Regions from separate parts of the Zea mays genome. Here region 2 is linked to region 1. A link is a contact called in public Hi-C data. All regions are on one chromosome and are shown on one strand. Each heading gives the region's core, a stretch centred on a gene start, on an enhancer-like site or on the middle of the called end of the contact. The rest is flanking DNA. Distances are from core to core; before and after follow the strand shown.

The links. Hi-C and Micro-C count contacts between places; a contact is called where the count stands out from the background.
Region 2: a Hi-C map of leaf shows a contact between it and region 1, with 7 times the contacts expected there. The contact joins the promoter of LOC103627437 here to the promoter of LOC100383574 in region 1. A contact is called at or near these places in 4 of 25 Hi-C or Micro-C datasets (bundle sheath and leaf).

Annotation. Positions count from the first base shown.
Region 1 is chr5:190,636,862-190,643,011 of Zm-B73-REFERENCE-NAM-5.0, reverse strand. LOC100383574 (Nucleotide/sugar transporter family protein) reads right to left here and starts at 2,682. Exons shown (of 8, transcript NM_001176222.1): 1 at 2,539-2,682; 2 at 1,509-1,647; 3 at 1,137-1,321; 4 at 996-1,063; 5 at 277-409; 6 at 1-120. The coding sequence starts at 1,623.
Region 2 is chr5:190,989,597-190,995,953 of Zm-B73-REFERENCE-NAM-5.0, reverse strand. It overlaps LOC103627437 (phytosulfokine receptor 1), which reads left to right and starts at 1,970. Exons shown (of 1, transcript XM_008647734.3): 1 at 1,970-5,691. The coding sequence starts at 2,216. The coding sequence ends at 5,371.

The DNA.
Region 1 (6,150 bases), core at 1,433-3,932:
GGTGAGGAGATGGTCCACGAAGGGGCCAGTGGCGAACAGAATGGCTGCTTGGTAAGGCGCTGACTGGTACAGGAGCTGCGTTGACGAGACCTTCAGCTTCCTCTGTATCGTATTCGTGAGCTTTCATTCAACAGGTTAAGGAGATACACCATAGGCCATAGCGATCGTACGTACGCAGATCATTTTTTGGCAACTAATGCGCATGACGATGAGGCGTGCAGAATGCGCGCGCACCCTGAACGATGAGCATAGAGATATTCAAATGCAGGAGGATACAATTTGGCCGACACAAGTGGTGGCGATGGCGAGGCCGGAAAGAACGGACCCGAGGCAGTTTAACTTGAGGTCCGTAACTGAGGCGATGCCAACTCCGAGCAGCAAGACCAGCAGAGAAAACTTGATCGTCTCACTGCATATTGCAACAAGACATATTTATCATAGCGGTAAATGGAAGGGACCGGCCTAGTTTCCTGAAACAAAATGATATTGTCTAGGACCGGTAAAAAAATGAAACAAACGAAGTTAAGCTTACTTTAATGTTTCCAGTGTTCTAGCTTGGCTAGACATTTTGCTATCTCATTTGATCTTGTGGGCCTTATTTTTATCAGAATAGTTTTTAAGGGGTGGAAATCTAATCACCCTAAGGGCTAGTTTGGAAACCACAAAACCGGAGAGGATTGAGGAGCTAGAATCCCTTCTTTTTAGAATCCCGTTCTTATTTAAATTTGAATAAAAAGAAAATTCTAGCCCCTCCAATCCCCTCCGGTTTTGTGGCTCCCAAATTAGCCCTAAGAGCTGGTTTGGTGACAAGAGATAACAAGGAGATCCATGTAGGAGCCCTTGCTATAGCGGCAATAAACCCTTCTTGTACGATAAATGTAGAATGTTGTATTGCCCAGTGCTTAATTTTACCACTGTTATGGTCTGAACAGAGTACAATCAGTACATCTAGTATGCAGGAAGCACCAACTCATGTTTCCCCCCCTCAAACTAACCTGAATCTTTTCTTCAGGAATATAGTCTCCAACAGCACCGTGAAGGGTATTATGGCCAACTTCGTCATCTGCAGAACATACTGAATTTGAGCCTTCATATTCAATCAAGAGAAAAAGAAGAAGAAAGAGAAGAGGACTGGCCTGGTAGAATCCGATGGAGTTGAACCCTAAACTAAGGTTCAGAAGGCCAATCGAGGTCCCGTTGAGCAAGCCAAACAGAACTACCGTCTGCCCGTCGATCGCCTTGGGCTCGAAAAAGCGCAGGCGCTGCGCCACGTGGAGGGTGCAGAAGGTCACCATCAGGTGCCAGCTTGTCAGAGTCGTAGCTGCATTGATCATAGGCACACATTTACATTTACATACGATACTCCGGCAAGTATTGGGCTGAACGCACGTGACTCTGCAAAGCGCGCTGTGGTTCATGGATAAGCCCGGGGGGAAAAAAACACATGATCTGTTGTTCTGTTCATATCTGTGGACGGCAACCGTCGATGAGGGCTGTCCTGTCCTTACCGAATGGAAAGCCTAGGGTGCTGATGAGGGCTTTGTTGCAGATGACAATGGCAACCGACGACGCGACGGAGAGCGTGAGAGACCCGATCACGCCGAGCTGGAAACCGGCAGTCATCTTGGCCAGCTTCTGAATCTGAATCTGCAGGACCAGGAATATATACATAAAAAAAAACGTTGGCGTTTAGTAACAGCAGGTAAGACACAATGATGTCTTGGGCCGTGGTGACGCATCCCAAACTAGCAGGCTACTGCCAAACGGCGTGCGACGAAGCGTACAACAACTGCGCATCTCTGGGGTGCCTGCTGTTCCGCCGTCCGGCACAGCAGACGGTCATGTACGACTTGGAAAAAAAAGCATGGCATTTGGGGCATCCAAGCGTACAACAACTGCGCATCTCTGATCTACTTTGAGTATCGTAGCACGCGAGCCAGGAACGAGGACGTACAGACCGGTGGGTTCGCTCTGGCCCGAGGTGGTACAATATGATCCAACGGAATCCTACCTGTGTTGCGAAATGATTGATCACGTTTGCATACACGCTATTTAATGATCTTTTTTTTGTTAAAGTAAAAAAAATGGTTAAAGTAAAGCGCTTAAAGCGAATGGTTGATATAAGAAATGACCACGCTTAGCCCTGTGTATCAATCAGGTGGAGCTTTTGGTCTAAATTCATATACCGGAAACAAATTTATTTGAGCAGGATACCGTAATAAACAGATGACCAGAAGAAGAACTAGATCGTTCTGTGCTGTTTTTTTTTAAAAAAAATATGAACATAAATATTGGATGGTGAAACAGAGAGCGTAGAAAAGAGAAAACCCTACGCAAAGCTTGATGATAAAACCTGACCACTTTGGTCCGTTGACTACGTGCAGCGAAACGCACGCGCACGGGACCAAGGCCAAAATCCTCCAACACATGTTAGAGCAGTGTCGCGGAACTCGAGCTCGAAAACAAAACCCGTCAGAAACCCGGTTCAGAACTCAAGAACAACCTGAGACGACACTGGAAAGAGTGCAGAGTACTCACTTGGAAAGTTCAATCAAATCGACAGGCCTCCTCTTCTCTGCAGCAGCTCCTCGTGCATGCGTGCGCGCGCGCGAGAACGAGGGAGGCGTGGTGCGGGCTTGTGGCCTCTAATGGCGCTGGTTCCGTGCCGCAGCTAGCGCCTCGTGGGGTGGGGAGGAAGAAGAGAGAGACGCAAGGCAGAGGCATTTTTATGCCCGGCCCCGGCACCACCTGTGTGTGTAGGTCGGGGCCCGGGGGGTGGGAGCCTGGGAGGGGAGGGGAGGTGTTTGGTGGTGCAGTCTGCTCCGTCCGTCCGTGCTTTGACGGCGGTGCAGGCAGCAGCTCCCTTCCGGTCCCGGACGTGGTCGACTCATCGAGTCCGCATCACCGACAAGGAAAGAGACGGTCACCGAACCAGGTAAATTTTCTCGAGACTGATGTTTGTTGCCCGAGTCCACATCACAATTCGAGGCCTGTTGCTGTAGCACAATCTACTAGTAATTTCAGTGCTAAATTATTACGCACATCTAATCTAAGAATTAATTAATAACGATGCATACAGTCGCGTAAAGTTTAGAGCATAATCATTCTGTCCTATTATATAAAACATAACCTCTAATTTAAAGACCAAGAAATACATTTAATTCTCTCTATTATCACTGTATCGATGTACATTTATATAAAGAGAGCACGTATTATATTGTAGGATAAGTGCGAAAAGTGATTATGGCTTATATTGTGGGAGGGAGTATTTCATACCTACAGTGCCAAAACGTGGATACCGATGACGTGAGTGGCTCCTCAGCATCCCGCCGCCGCTGCTGCCAGGCGCGGACCCACGCATCAGCCGGCCGGCGACGGTTGGGTCGGACGGCGTTGCGGCAGGCCGCTACCGACGACTCGGCTGGACCATTCTGCCAGCGTCCAAAGGGACCGATCGATCTTTCACTGCAACTTTCCCCTCGCACATTTTAGTTTCGTCCTGGAAAAAAAAAGGAAAAAAAGAAAAGAAGACTAGGACCGAGCGAGAAAGATGTTGGCCGAGGTCCATTATTGTCCGGTGTCAGCACTTTGCAACTAATTTGCGTACGACGACCAGTGGTACTAATCAATGTGTTGCTGCTACGACTAAGCAAGCAAGCAAGCAGCGTTCGGTGTCGCCACCAATCGCCCTACAATATTCCAGCTTTAATAAAAAAGTCCTCGTGAAGACGACGTTCGATCTTCACTGACGCCGCAGCAGAACTTTGCGGTACACACACTAATCAAGGTCTTTTCATCAAGAGTTTAATCAAGGTATTTTTCAAGTGCACCCTTAATCATACACCCGCGCGCGAGCGATAAATGGATACAAAACTTGTCCTTAAAAAAGGTGACCAGTTAAACCTTTATGGTGGTGATCAGTTGGCTATAGATAGTAACAGAAAAAAGGCCCGACTTTTCTGAATTGGGGTATCCTCTCATACGCTACCTTCCGGGGCAGTAGGGTGTAGGTGCTACATGCGATGAAAATTACAGGCCATTTCTCTTTTTTCTTATTTACTTTGGACATACAATATACTCCTATTTGTTACCTCAGTTTTTTCTTTTTGGACTGCGAGAGCTGATGACCATGAGGCACCGCTGAAAGCATGGGTCCATGCATAGACCCCCTGCACCGACTAAAATACAGATACCCAGCACCTCCAAAGCAGATTCTCCGACCTAACGAGGGCACTAATCGAATAGAATTAAGCCGAACGGGGAGCGGGAGCAGGAGCAGGAGCAGGAGCATCACATCAAGGCTACTAGCATTCACCCATCCAATAATTGGCAAGGAAAACAACACACACCTTCCCAATCCCCCCCTTGTCACTTAGGGCGCAAGCTTGGAGGGAGGGAGGGAGCCAGGTGGTTGCAGCAGTAAGTAAAGCGAGCGTCGATCGGCCTTCCCGTGAATGCAAGCAAAGGCAACCTTGGCGCGGCCTGTGGATGGAGCGGAGCGGCGCCAGGGCAGGCAGTCTGACCAGCTCCATTATTCTGGCCTGGTGTGTGTGGCCGTCGGGTGAGACCTCACACCAGTCAGTTCAGACAGCCGTGCCTCTGAATCTCTGGCCCCAGATCGATGCAGGGAAAAAAGAGAGAGAGAGGAGAGGGTGCGTGCTTGGATCGTAGCCGGGCCGGGTGCTGGATCAAATCAAGGTTTCAAATCACGAGTTCAGTATGGCGCGTTACCGCTCCCATGATATTCTGTTTGACGAAGAACTCGCGTGGAACAGCTGCATCCTAATCTCGGCGAGGGAAAAGTAGTGGGTGAGTTAGGATGACGGTGTTTGTTAATACTCCTGTCTAGGGTTAGGTGAAGAATGGCGAGGACTGGTAGATTCGTGTGCTCCAACCTGCACTGCACCACCACCTTTTGTCGGTGGCACACGTGTTGTGTGAAAAAAACTGTTTCACAGAGGACTGGTGCAGATGCAGAAGTTCCCGCAGACACTCGATGTGGACGCCCGGTGGTTTCAGAGTTTCAGTTCTCCTTGGATTCAGAAAAGAAGAAGAAAGAGAGTTTCAGCTCCCATCTGCGCTTCCGCAGGTATCTGCGGTCCGTCAGAATAAGAATCGAGGGAACATAACGCCATTTGTGGATTCTCCTGCACATGCGAGATCATGCGAAAGAAGGGCCAACGAAGTAGTCCACGACGACCTTGGTCCATTGAGCCTGCTTGGGAGCCCACACTCCCGGCGGGGAACCAGGCCTATGGGCCGTAATGCTTTACAGATTCTTGAAGGCTCTGGCGCTCTGCTTTGGATTCCATCGCTTCCTGTGGCAAACGGGCAAGCTGCGTCGGTGGTTTGGACAGCGCAATTCTTCAATTCAGTCCCTTGTTTCAACCCTAGCGAGCGAACAATTCCAGTCATCAAATCGAGATCTTTCACCGCAATATTCCATTGTAAGGGCTTGTTTGAAATGCATTGCTTGAACGCAGCGATTCTTTAGCACCACAACTACACCTGAATTTGTACTACCAGTTCTTGCGTTATCAATGAAGACAGTGACACTGAACCAAGAACATATTTGGGATCATGATATAGCACTTCATGTTGGTCTCGTTAAAGATGCATCCTGCATGATTGCTAAGTTTTTTATGCTGTTAGTACAGTGCTTTATGCTTTAAGGCTAATTAAACTGGACACTGGTTGATGGAGAAGGCAAAGCAGACACCTTAAGCTTTGCTTAGAAGCATAGCTAGTACATAACAAATTTGTGTTTGGATGTATGCTCCTGAATGTTGTGACCGCATTTCATGTTCATGTTCTGCAGGACACGGATCTTGCCAAAATACTACATATGTCCTAAATTAAATCAACTTTTAGAGTTTTCTTATGCCAAACTATTTTAACTTTGACCTAATTTATATAAGGGAGTACCATTATTTATGACACCAAATTAGTGCCCCTACATGCATTATAAAATATATTTTCATGTAATATACTTATTTGCATTATAAAATATATTTACTGTTTTTCCTCTAAAGTTGATCAAACATAAGATAGTTTAAGGGGTCGCTTGGTAGAGTTTGTCCAAGCGGATTCTCCATGAGAGCAACTCCAAGAGTTCTCCAAAAAATTATTCCCAAAAACTATGTATTGGGG
Region 2 (6,357 bases), core at 721-3,220, 350 kb before region 1:
AAGCGGATACGGGAGTAGAATACATTGTTAAAAATCTATATACTTTCTAGTTCAATTCATAATCATCTCCTATCCTAGGTTTTCCAGATTTCTGTCATTCATATAACAAGCTATCATGCTTTTAAAGAATCTACGGTTACCAGTTGCTTTAACTAAACATGTTGTAGTTTTCCCACAACCGTTAGCTGGATCTACAGCTGAACCATACAATAGAACAATACAGACCCGTAGTGGGATACATAGAGAGAGAGAACTATGATCAAACAATAAAAAAATATTTGCAAAAACTATTTTCAAATAGGAAAAAACTTTAAATGTTAAAATGAAAACGTAGCTACATGTGCGTTACATGTGTCAGCCACCTAGCTGCTTCCTAAAATTTGAAAGCCAATGGTAAATAAATAAAAAACAGAGAAGCCACTGAGAGTTGCGGCAACGCCACGTCACCCAAATCCACTCTCTAAATTTCAGTAAATACTAAAATGTGGCTTATATCTAAGTGTTGAAAGCTGAATGGTTCTGTTGTTAAGGATTGAAAAATAGGCTCGTCAATGGTTGTAGAACAGACTCAATTTTCTCGTATAACATAGCAGCAGACCTACGTTTTCCAATGAAATGAGGCAATCCAACAAGGTTAACTGAACAAACAATTTAAAATAGCATTATCTCGAAATAAAAAAAGTGTCTGTTTGATAGATCTTTAGCTTCTCAAAAAACGGTGAAACCAAAAGAATCCATGTGTTTAGTGGTTTGGGTTTCTTGCACACAGAAAAAAAAAGGTTTCACTTCATTATTCTGTTCTTGGTTTTGGCTTCAAAAGCCGTTCTCTTTATTAAACGCTCGTTTGGTAGGATCTTTATTAAGCTGGTGAAGAAGACACAAACAAAAGTCCTGCCGAAGTGGGGCCTAATGAATCTGTTACCGACATCGGATGTGATCTAGTACAGTACCCGTGGCGCCAAGACGTTCAACACTGAATTCAATAGAATCACATGATTTCCTGCCTTTATTTAAATCCCACCCCCGCAAAAGAAGAAGAAAAACGATCTTTCGGTGTATCAATCAAAATCCCGTCTCTTTCATTCTCCCTGTAATAATAGTGTGTGTCTGAGGTGTATGGCGCCGTATTGGTTTTCCCTGTAGCCTGATAGGCATAGCACAGCTTGAAGACGACATCAAACCGAAGCAGATGGAAAAAAAAAGTGAGCCAGCCGAAGCCGGCTATGCAGTTCCCGCCACCAATAGTCAACAGATCCAGCATACCCGCCAATTGGACCGTCACATCCCCGACGCAGCCACCACCGGTCACCAGACGCAGCAAGCCAGCAATCCACCGGTCCTTCGCCCCGCTGACGCGCGGTGTGTGCAAGGCATGCATGGCATTGGCACGCGCCCTGGCGCGCGGGGCGTTGGCGCGGCCGAAAGCGGCGGCGGCACACGTGCCACCTGCCGCTAGCGGTTGACTTCGCTGCTAATCTTCCATCGCCATCCCCCACCCCAACCCCAACCCCCAGCGACAGCGGAATGTGGAGTCCCTACGGGTCAGCGTGCCCAGGACAAGTACTTAAATTTCTTTAATGTAAGGGACCTAGTACTTAGTGCATGAATCGACACGTACAGCTTAAACGATTCCAAAACTAAAAAAAGTGTAATAGTTTGTTTCGCAAACATTATCTTCCATAAGCACGGTTATATTTTATTTCTGATAATATGGGCACAAAGGTAGCACTGATCCGGCTGGGACAATATTCATTAATATCTACTATTCGGTATGCAGGTTCTATCCTCAGAATGGTCTGCTTTCTTGAGAGTTATAATACTCATGCGTTTCATGGAAGCCAAATGGAGAGAAAGGGAGGCTTGAGAACGACGGTTAGGCCAATTTTGAACAGAGGTCAAAAGACGTCCGACCATGGATTCTTTCAGCAAGTTGAAAAAGACAATCAATTCGACAAAGAAAACTCGGGCCACCCACGGCTGAGTGCCTGCACAATCACAAGTCAAAACCGACCCACGCCGCGCCGCCCCGCCCCCTCCTGACAACACTACTGTCCACTCCCATCGTCTCCCTCCCTCCCACCTCACTTCCCTTCTCCCCTCTCCACCATTGTTGCTACCGGTGCAAGCGCTCAGGCGAGACCAGCTTTACGCTCCGTATGGCCTAGGTCCTGAGAATCCCCGCCCAACCTCATCACTGTACTTCGTCCTTGCTTATATGGAGCATTTCTTGATGCGAGGCACCGCCACATGGCCACGTCGTTCCTTTCTGTGCTTGTCTGCTGTCTTGGTCCTGCTGCTGCTGTCTCCAGTCGACTCCCTGAAGAAGACCACCATCTCCTGTGACCCGGGTGACCTTAAAGCCCTGGAGGGCTTCTCTGAAGCTCTCGACGGTGGCAGCGTCGCTGGCTGGGAGCACCCAAATGCGACCAGCTGCTGTGCATGGCCCGGTGTCAGGTGCGACGGCAGCGGGAGGGTCGTCCGGTTGGACCTCCATGGCAGGAGGCTGCGGGGCGAGCTGCCGCTCTCGCTCGCGCAACTGGACCAGCTGCAGTGGCTCAACCTCTCCGACAACAACTTCCACGGTGCCGTCCCCGCGCCTGTGCTCCAGCTCCAGAGGCTGCAGCGACTCGACCTCAGCGACAACGAGCTTGCTGGCACACTCCTGGACAACATGTCTCTCCCATTGATCGAGCTCTTCAATATATCCTACAACAACTTCAGTGGCTCCCACCCCACGTTCCGTGGCTCAGAGCGCCTCACCGCGTTCGATGCAGGGTACAACTCCTTCAGCGGGCAGATCAATACTAGCATCTGTGGGTCGTCTGGTGAGATCAGCGTGCTGCGATTCACATCCAATCTCTTTACTGGGGACTTCCCAGCAGGCTTTGGGAACTGCACAAAGCTCGAGGAGCTACATGTCGAACTCAACAGCATCTCCGGGAGATTGCCAGATGACCTATTCAGGCTGCCATCTCTGAAGGTCCTGTCTCTGCAAGAGAATCAACTAACTTGGGGGATGAGCCCAAGGTTCAGTAACCTGTCCAGCCTTGAGAGATTGGACATATCTTTCAATTCATTCTTTGGGCACCTTCCAAATGTTTTTGGTAGCCTCCGCAAGTTGGAGTTCTTCTCTGCACAGTCCAACCTCTTTGGGGGCCCATTGCCTCCCTCACTGTGCCGTTCACCCTCACTGAAGATGCTGTACCTGAGGAACAATTCGTTGAATGGAGAGGTCAACCTCAACTGCTCGGCAATGACACAGCTTAGCTCGCTCGACCTTGGCACAAATAAGTTCATTGGCACAATTGATAGTTTGTCAGATTGTCGTAATCTGAGAAGCCTGAACCTTGCCACAAACAACCTCAGCGGTGATATCCCTGATGGTTTCAGGAAGCTTCAGTCGCTAACCTACCTCTCACTTTCAAACAATAGCTTCACAGATGTCCCTTCAGCATTATCTGTCCTTCAGAACTGTTCAAGTCTAACAAGCCTTGTGCTCACAAAGAACTTCCGTGATGAGAAGGCCTTGCCGATGACTGGGATACATGGTTTTCACAACATCCAAGTGTTTGTCATTGCAAATAGCCATCTTTCAGGATCAGTACCACCATGGCTAGCTAATTTTACACAACTGAAGGTGTTGGATCTGTCATGGAATCAGTTGGTCGGGAATATTCCTCCATGGATTGGTGATCTTGAGTTTCTGTTCTATTTGGATCTATCCAACAATTCACTTAGTGGAGGAATTCCAGAAAGCTTGTCTAGCATGAAGGCCCTTGTAACAAGAAAGGTCTCACAGGAATCTACAGAGACTGATTATTTCCCTTTCTTCATCAAAAGAAACAAGACAGGCAAAGGGTTGCAGTACAACCAGGTTAGCAGCTTCCCGCCCTCCCTAGTTCTCAGCCATAACAGGCTCACTGGCCCCATATTATCAGGCTTTGGGATCCTCAAGAACCTACACGTATTGGACCTCAGCAACAACAATATTTCTGGCATCATTCCTGATGATCTATCAGAGATGTCAAGCCTGGAATCCTTGGATTTGTCACATAACAATCTTACCGGAGGCATCCCATCTTCATTAACGAAGCTGAATTTTCTATCGAGCTTCAGTGTGGCATACAACAATCTGAATGGTACCATTCCATCAGCAGGTCAATTCTTGACATTCAGTAGTTCGGCTTATGAGGGTAACCCTAAACTCTGTGGCATTCGCCTAGGCCTACCCCGGTGCCATCCAACTCCTGCTCCTGCAATTGCTGCAACAAATAAGAGAAAGAACAAGGGCATCATATTTGGAATAGCTATGGGTGTTGCAGTTGGGGCAGCGTTTGTTTTGTCCATTGCTGCTGTATTTGTGCTGAAGAGTAACTTCAGAAGGCAGGATCATACTGTAAAGGCTGTCGCAGATACTGATCGAGCCCTTGAGTTGGCACCAGCCTCACTTGTACTGCTGTTTCAGAACAAGGCTGATAAGGCATTGACCATTGCTGACATCTTGAAATCGACAAACAACTTTGATCAGGCTAACATCATCGGTTGTGGTGGCTTTGGTATAGTGTACAAGGCAACATTGCAAGATGGAGCAGCAATCGCTATCAAACGACTATCAGGCGATTTTGGTCAGATGGAACGGGAGTTCAAAGCAGAGGTGGAGACCCTATCAAAAGCTCAGCATCCTAATCTTGTGCTTCTGCAAGGTTACTGCAGGATTGGCAGTGATAGACTCCTGATATACTCTTTCATGGAAAATGGCAGCCTAGACCATTGGCTTCATGAAAGTCCAGATGGTCCCTCCAGATTAATCTGGCCAAGAAGACTTCAGATAGCAAAAGGAGCAGCAAGAGGTTTGGCATACCTGCATTTGTCATGCCAACCTCACATTCTCCATCGTGACATCAAGTCAAGTAACATCCTTCTAGATGAGAATTTTGAAGCCCATTTAGCTGATTTTGGGCTTGCTCGGCTTATTTGTCCCTATGCCACACATGTGACCACTGACCTAGTTGGTACACTGGGTTACATTCCCCCCGAGTACGGCCAATCTTCAGTAGCCACTTTCAAAGGTGATGTTTATAGTTTTGGCATTGTCCTTCTGGAGTTATTAACTGGAAAGAGGCCCATAGACATGTGCAAGCCGAAGGGAGCCCGTGAGCTAGTTTCATGGGTTACACTTATGAAAAAGGAAAATCGTGAAGCTGATGTCTTGGACCGTGCAATGTACGATAAGAAATTTGAGACACAAATGAGGCAGGTGATTGATATTGCATGTCTGTGTGTAAGTGATTCACCAAAACTGCGGCCATTAACACATCAGTTAGTGATGTGGCTTGACAACATTGGTGTGACCAGTGATGAACCAAAGTGAAGGCAAGTTCAATGACAGCGGTCATTGGGGAAATCCTTGTGTTTAATTGATCCTATCCGGGATGAATGTTCTTCTCTTTTGAGAAATGTAAGATAATGCATGGTGATTATATATTAAATAATGCATGCTTCATGAGAGTCTAACTTGCTAATTCAATAACAGAAAAAGGAAAATTCTGTTATTTTGCATGCAGTAGATACAATTTTCGAGTGGTTTATGGAAGTTTTGCTTCTTTTTTGACTTTGGTGTGAATATCTTGTATACTGTTACAGGGGATCTTCTAAATAATAGAATAATTGAGTACCTCTCGGTTTCTCTTATAAGTTTGTGCACATATTGTTGTACGTTACTGCGTGTGTTTGGTTGGATGTACAAGGAGGGATAAAAGGGACGACCACAGTTTCTATATTGTTTGGATGAGAGTCACGAGGGGGTGAGATGAACACCGGAGTAATTTTTGGTGGTGGCGTGATCCTAAAAAATCGAGGGGATGGTTTCGCTCCTGCCTCATCCTACCTTGACCTCAAACCAAACACATCATAATTCAGCACACTTTTCTTGCATCAATTCATTGTTATGTTGCTTTATAACTTTAGAATGATACTACTGATTTCACATTAGTATGTACTCCGTGGTGTCTAAATATTGTCTAAATATAGATCATTTTGGCTGTTCTAGATATATATAGATTTTACTAGAAACCAAACACCCCCTTAAGCATATCATATTTCTAGATGCATAGCGAAAGTTATGCACCTGTGAAAGCCAAAACGACCTTTAATTTGGGACTTAGGGAATACAATAAAATGAAAATAGCAGATCAACAAGAATGGAGTAAAAGTCGACCTACTCATTATAAGTAGAGGGACTCTAACTCTCATCAAGAGGATGGCACTATAAGTTGGAGCAATTTTTCTGTTTATTTCCTCAAACACTACACAATGTCATACCCATCTAAGGGTTGGAGACACATATTTATAGCCCTA